2 separate regions of the Sus scrofa genome follow, and region 1 is linked to region 2. The links are chromatin contacts, called in public Hi-C maps. All regions are on one chromosome and are shown on one strand. Each heading gives the region's core, a stretch centred on a gene start, on an enhancer-like site or on the middle of the called end of the contact. The rest is flanking DNA. Distances are from core to core; before and after follow the strand shown. Region 1 has its middle 88 kb from the start of FAM43A. Region 2 holds the start of FAM43A (protein FAM43A).

What was found. A called contact is a pair of places that touch in the nucleus more often than the background predicts.
Region 1: a Hi-C map of skeletal muscle shows a contact between it and region 2, with 7 times the contacts expected there. The contact joins the enhancer-like site here to the promoter of FAM43A in region 2. A contact is called at or near these places in 4 of 47 Hi-C or Micro-C datasets (embryonic fibroblasts, psoas muscle and skeletal muscle) and 1 of 2 datasets of contacts at active chromatin or transcription factors (skeletal muscle).

Annotation. Positions count from the first base shown.
Region 1 is chr13:131,749,236-131,752,590 of Sscrofa11.1, reverse strand. No RefSeq gene overlaps it. Among named protein-coding and RNA genes, the nearest start is that of FAM43A, 88 kb to the right of the region's middle. Within about 2 kb of position 1,645, at least 9 of the 83 cell types and tissues checked have an H3K27ac peak or open chromatin away from gene starts, as enhancers often do. A contact at or near this core is called in skeletal muscle, where this site is marked.
Region 2 is chr13:131,660,930-131,664,021 of Sscrofa11.1, reverse strand. FAM43A (protein FAM43A) reads right to left here and starts at 1,548. Exons shown (of 1, transcript XM_003132600.4): 1 at 1-1,548. The coding sequence starts at 537.

The DNA of each region.
Region 1 (3,355 bases), core at 396-2,895, 88 kb before region 2:
GGTGAGGATGTGGAGAAGTTGGAACCCTCGTGCATTGCTGATAGGATTAAAAACTGATGCAGCCACTCTGGAAAACAGTCTGCCTCAAAATGTTAAACACAGAATTTACCCTATGACCTAGCAATTCCACCCCTGGAATATAGATAGTCAAGAGCAGTGAAAATATATGCCAAAAAAAACTTGTACATGAGTGGCTGTAGTGATATTCATATCAGCCAAAAGCTGGAAATATTCAAAATGTCCATCAACAGATGAATGCATAAAGAAAATGTGGCATAGCCATACAATAATAAAATAAATAAAAAGTAAAAAAATTAAATAATAAATAAAAATAAATAAGTAATGATATGTACCTTAAAACATTATGCTAAGTGCAGAAGCCAATTACAAAAAGCCACGTGCTACACGATTCACTTTATGTGAAATGTCCAGAGTAGGCAAAATTATAGACACAGAGAGTAGATTAGTGGTGACCTGGAACTGGGAGTTTTGCAGGGAAATGGGAAGCGACTACTAATAGGTACAGGGTTTCTTTTCAGGATGATGAATATATTTTAAAATAGATAATGATGATAGTTACATATATTCATAAATATTGAATGTACCCTATAAATGAATGAATTAAATGATTTGCGAATAAATCTTTTATTTTAAAAATGTTTTCTGAAATATGCATATGTATACATATATATCTATAATAAATACAGTTATATACTTGCATTGGTACGTGTATACATATATGTGTGTGTGTGTGTGTGTGTGTGTATACACACATACCGATGCCAAGGCCCATATCTGCAGTAACTGAATCAGTAATTGAATTCTGGAAGCAGGCCCCAGATACCAGTATCTTTCCTTTTCTTCTCATTTAAGCTCTCCCGTTGGTTTCAGTGAGAGTGAGAATGAGACCCACTGCTCTACAGATTTTATCAACTCCCCACCCCCTTCCAAACTGATACATCCATGCCTAATTTCTCCTCTGAGCTCCCAATTATATATCTGACATCCTGCTTCATGTGGCCGCTTGGATGTCCCAGTGGCTCCTTACCACAGCAGACTCAAACCAAGCCTGCCCTTCCCCTCCACCTACTCCTCCTCTGTGTCCCCTGCTCCCCGAAAGGCACCGGCCTGCTCCCAGTCACCCAGAGTTGACCCTGGGCAGACCTCAGACTCATTCCTCCTGTCTTCACACATCCAATGGGTCACTAAGCCCTGTGACTAATTTTCAGCCTACCTTTTAATTACTTTTAAGTACCTCTAGGATCAGATTCTGCTTTTTCATCCTCTCTGACTCCACCTATCTCTGTCCAGGCCCTGATTCTGTCTCACCTGAACTATTTTAACAACCTCCATCTGGCCTCCTTCTCCCCAGCCTTGCTCCCCTCCAGTCCTCCACACAGCCAGCACAAGGACGCCTCCAAAACCCCCATGCAATCATGCTGTTCTCTGCTGAGAACCTCCAGTGACTCCCGCCGCCCTCCAGACAGCCCTGTGCCTCCACCCTGACCCTGCTGATGGACCAGCCTCACGGTCATTGCCTCCTGGCCACACCGGATCTGACCTGCATTTCCCTTCCACACACTCCCAGTGCCTCCCGCCTGACCCAGGCTGCTCCTCCCCCATCTGGCTCTTCTATTTGCCACTCAGCCTTCAGACACCCATAGGGATGACCTCACTCCTGAAGCTTTTCATGACGTCTGCCACCACCCTGTGCCCAACATGTACTTAGGAATTGTGTCCTGTCGCTGTCACCTCCCCGAGACAGGGGTGACATTTACCTCTGAGCCTAGCACAGGGTGGGCCTGGCCTGGCATGGGTATTCAGGGAATGGGTATTCAAATGAATGAATGAATGAGTGAAAGGATAGTGAGAAGTCTTATTCTAGGGGAGGTGGGTGTGGCGCTGTGTAGCCGTCTGAGAAGGGAACGCTGAGCCTATCCTGTGCTGGCCACGGTCATCCCACCTTCAGATACACCCAAGAATTTGTTTTGCATTCTATACCCTAACAGGGATGTTGCAAGAGCACAAATAATCCTTTATTTTCCTAATCTGAGAAATGGGGATAGTAATATCCAATTAGCAGGAGTGCCATGAGGATCAGGGAAGGAATAGATATGAATATGCTTTCAAAATTATAAATGATCATTTGAACATGAGGGATGAACGTCCACTGCCCTGGCTTGGCAGAAGCCTCTGTGTCAGGGGTTCAGAGACTGTCCAGTGTGGAAAGGTTGACACAGCTGACATAATGGTGGCCCTGTCTGCCTGGCAGTGTCCCCGGAGAAGGCAAGGCTGTACTTGCAGGGTGGCCTTGCACCGTCAGCTATCCCTGTGGTCAGAGAGGAGGATGTGGGGGTTTAAGTCCAGCTCCTTAACTGACCCAAGGCCCCACCTGGCCATAAACTTGGAGTTTGCATGCAGGCAGTGAGGAGTTCTCTCTCCACCTGTGGTTAGCAGCCTGCAGGGCCTTAAAAATAGTGCTGGGAAGATATTTTTAGTACATCATCCTGAGGCGTGGCTGGAGCCTGTGGCCTCCTGTGACGCATGAAAATTGTTTTGGCTCTGTTCGGGAGTGATTCAGACAGCTGGTTTTGGACTTCGGGGGCGTAAAAATAAAAACAAGGTGGGGGAGGCTGGGTTCCAGCCACAGGGAACCCCTGCCCCCACAACATCTGAATAATTGCTCTTGAGAAAGTTGAAGCCAAGCCTTGGTTCTCTGGAGATTTCACAGATGACCGTTCCGGCAGGAAGGTTTCAGGTCGGTGAGCGGGGACAAAGAGCAGAATGAGCCCATGTTACAGGTCAGAGACTGAGGCTGTGAACAGGTGCTTGACTTGCCCCAAATCTTCCGATATTTACGTGGAGGGACCTCATCTGGATCCAGGTCTAATTCCCAAGCCCCTGCTGTCTTGCCAATTTCCCTACTGAAAGAAGGCTTCAAAGTCTACAAAGCACTTCCATAAACATCATCTCTTTGATCCTCTGTCAGGTAGATTATGATTCTTATTTACAGGGGAGGGACCGAGGCTCAGAAAGCAAAGTGACTCGCTCCCATCTCACACCCGATGAGCCCTCAAGACACACCAGGGCCCCCAGAGGACAAGTTCCTGGCACGTGGGGGGCTAAGGAGAACGACCAGTGGCCTTGTGCAGGAAGGGGGCTATGGACACAAACTCTGCGACACCTGACAGGCCTGGGTCCATGCTCGTGGGAGCCTCCAGGAGACAGGGAAGCAAATGCAGAGGGACCCAGAGCCTCTGTGGAAAAGGCGGGAGGATGAACTAAGGGCTTGACACTGGCTGGGGGACCTGCTGCTCCCAGAGGAGCCTGGTGGGCAGCGCTCAGGTAAACAGTG
Region 2 (3,092 bases), core at 299-2,798:
CTCGGGCTTGGACACCAGCACCGCGTGGCAGCGTAGCATTACTGCCTTGTGCTTGAGCTCGTGCCGGTACACCCAGGCGAAGACCTTGGGCAGTCGCGCGTCCGCCACGCAGTAGGTAACACGATGCAGCAGGTAGAGGTGGCCTGGGCGGCGCAGCGCGCGCTCCTCGGCGTGCACCATGCGGATACCCTGCGCACTCACAGTCAGCTTCATCTTGGTGCCCTGACGGCCCGCCTCGCTCTTGCTCCAGATCTTGCCCACCGCTAGGTCAGTGCAGCCGTCGCCGCGCGCCTGGATGGTGGTGGCATTGCCCAGGTAGAGCACGGTGTAAGTAGGGTCCTCGCTGGTGATATGCAGCTTCTTGCGCTTGGAGCGGAACATGCTTCCCACCCTGCTGAGCGCGCCTTCGGGGCAAGCCCGAGCCAGCGAGCTGAGCGCCGAGTAGTGCAGGCTCACCGCGTAGCCCTTGGGCTTGGACGCCTGCCGTGGCGGCGCCTCGGCCAGCAGCTCGAACTTATGCTTCTTCCACGGCAGCATCTCCGGAGGGCGCCCCCGCGCAGCTGGCGGCGGTGGCGGCGGAGCGCCGGGTGGAAGCCCGGCTGAGCCACCCGCCCCGGCCGGGCTGGGCCCGGGCAAGACCGAAAAATAAAACTCTGCTGGGAGTGGCCGGGTCGGAGGGAGTGGGGGCGGGGGCGTGTATAGCGCTCCGGAACCCCGCCGAAAGAGGTAGGGAAAGAATTTTTAAAAAGAAGAAAAGGTTTAACTGCGGGAGTTGGGGGGAGGGGGGACGAACACAGATTTACCCCAGCCTGGGCAGGACGAGGGCAAAGAGTCTTAGGCAAGCCAAATGAGAGAAAGACAGCACGAGAGTGGAGCGGAAAATGTCTTTAGGAAAAAAAAGAGAGAGAGAGAGATACGCGCGTGCAAATAAATGAGAGAGCCCCAGCAAGAGCAGCCGGGATGGTGCGAGAATACGCAGGAACTCCTCGGCGAAGGTGAAAAGGGCCCCCCTCTCACATTCACACACTCAACCCCCAGGGCTAGGGCCAGAAACCGCGGAAACAACCGCGAGTGTGCCCAGGAGCCAGTGCTCCCCACCCCAAGGGGTGCTGGAGGCAAAAAGCCCCTCGGCCGAGCGGGTCCCAGAATCAGCTGCTTGCCCCAAGTGCACTCAGATGGTGGGTCCGGCTGGCCCCAGCGGGCCCCGCGCAGCAGTCCTTCGGTGGGTCACTGCATCTTCGCTCCGGCAGGACGCCGGGGACTCCGGCTCCGCCGGCTCACTGTCCGGGCTGGCTCGGCCGGGGCAGCGCGGGGCTCCGAGGGCAGGGCACGCGCATAGCCCGCTCCGGGGACGGTCGCTACCTCATTTCTTCCCTCCGGAGAGTGTCCAACTCCGCTCCCGGGATCTCTTCGCTCGGCTGCCCGCCTTTGCAGCGCGCCCCCTCCGGTGCCACGAGCAGTAGCCGCCTCGCCAGCCTCACATCCTTGCCGTCCGAGAGGAAGATCTCGGGTAAATATAGGCCGGCACAAACCATTCGCCGCGCGGGGACAGGGGAGGAGCAGCGAAGAGGCTCCGTTTCGGACTCCGACGCCCCACGGGTTCCTGGTCTCTTAAAGGGACCTGGTTGCAGCCCTTGGACGAGGGAAAGGGGAGACCGGTCCAATCTGGCCATTACAACCCAAATTTACCTGCGTCTCTTTTATCTGCGAAAATCGCCAAGACCTGGGGTTACCCCGCAGGAAAAGCAACCTGAATTCTGACACTCCACCCCTAGGCTGAATCGCAACTCACTGAGTAAATGTGTGTCTCCATCGAAACTTCTGGGGAAGGTGGTGCAAGATGGGATTTAGGCTATAATTCGATATGCCCAAAGGTAGGGGAAATAGTGATTCCGCGTGTGACTGCTGAGAATGACTGGGTGACGTTTAATTTTTTTTTTTCAGAATTGTATTTTATTAAAATAAAGAGGGGCAAGGAAACCACTGAGACTTATCTCTCACTATGGAGGAACCCTTTCTCCACAGGTACAGAGCAGACAGTGAACAGTGAGATGAGTGGTAGTTGACGATTAGAAGTAATACTATAGTATAGATCTGACAAATAAGGTCTTACCACTCCTAACCCCCAGCAATGCTCCTTCCATCAGCCTCAGAGTAGAGCGGGTTATAGAGATGTATACCATTTCTAAGTAATGCTTGGGTCTGGTTGGAATTCATTTTACTTTGTCAGGCCAGTCATTCGGTTTTATTACATCCTTGTCACATTATGGATAAGAATTCCTAGTAAAAATTCAAAGGACTTTTTAAATTTGTGTCAAATAATGCCCGGCCGCCCTACACCAAGAATGATTAGCATTAATCATTCTTTTCTCTAGTGCCATCTGGACAATGTCGCTTTAATCATCTGACCGGCCTGACCCTTGGCTAGTAACTCATTTCTGGGCCCTTAAAACAACCGGATTGCCTCTATGTTCTGCTCAATCAAAGCAAGACCACTTCTAGCTGGAATGGGTCATAAGTGTCTGGATGACTCTGCCTCAAATTCCCAAGCTCATCCCAGAGGAGGGCAGTGGACCCTCCTGCTCCCCAGACCCCATACCCTGGAGATCTGGATGTCTTGGCTTCCAAGTCAGGTCCTGGTTTCAGAACCAGCATAGCTCTTCAATGTAGATGAAATTCTCTGGCCATCTACCCTTTTAACCTTTCTTTGAACTCTAACCCAATTTTCTCAGCGTCATTGGTGCTGAGTTTCAATATAACTAACTTTCCTGAGTACCTTTTGGTGCTAGTCCCAGAGCTGAGAGCAGACTCAATTCCTGTCTCCAACAACCTCCCAGTCCAATGAAGGATGTAAACTTCACCCAGCTCTGGGCTCCTGCTGGAATGCAGGTTCTATGAGAGCCCCTTGTTGCCCCCAGTGCCTGGCATCACTTAATTTTTGAATGAATGAATGAAACATGCATGTGCACAGGAATTCAGAGTGAACAAAATGCCCTGAGAAGGACCCAAAGTATTCTGAGAAACGGGGAGAAAAAAGTTCTTTGTGACTAGGAAAATCAGAGAAAGTTCCACGGAGATGGTGATGTTTAAAG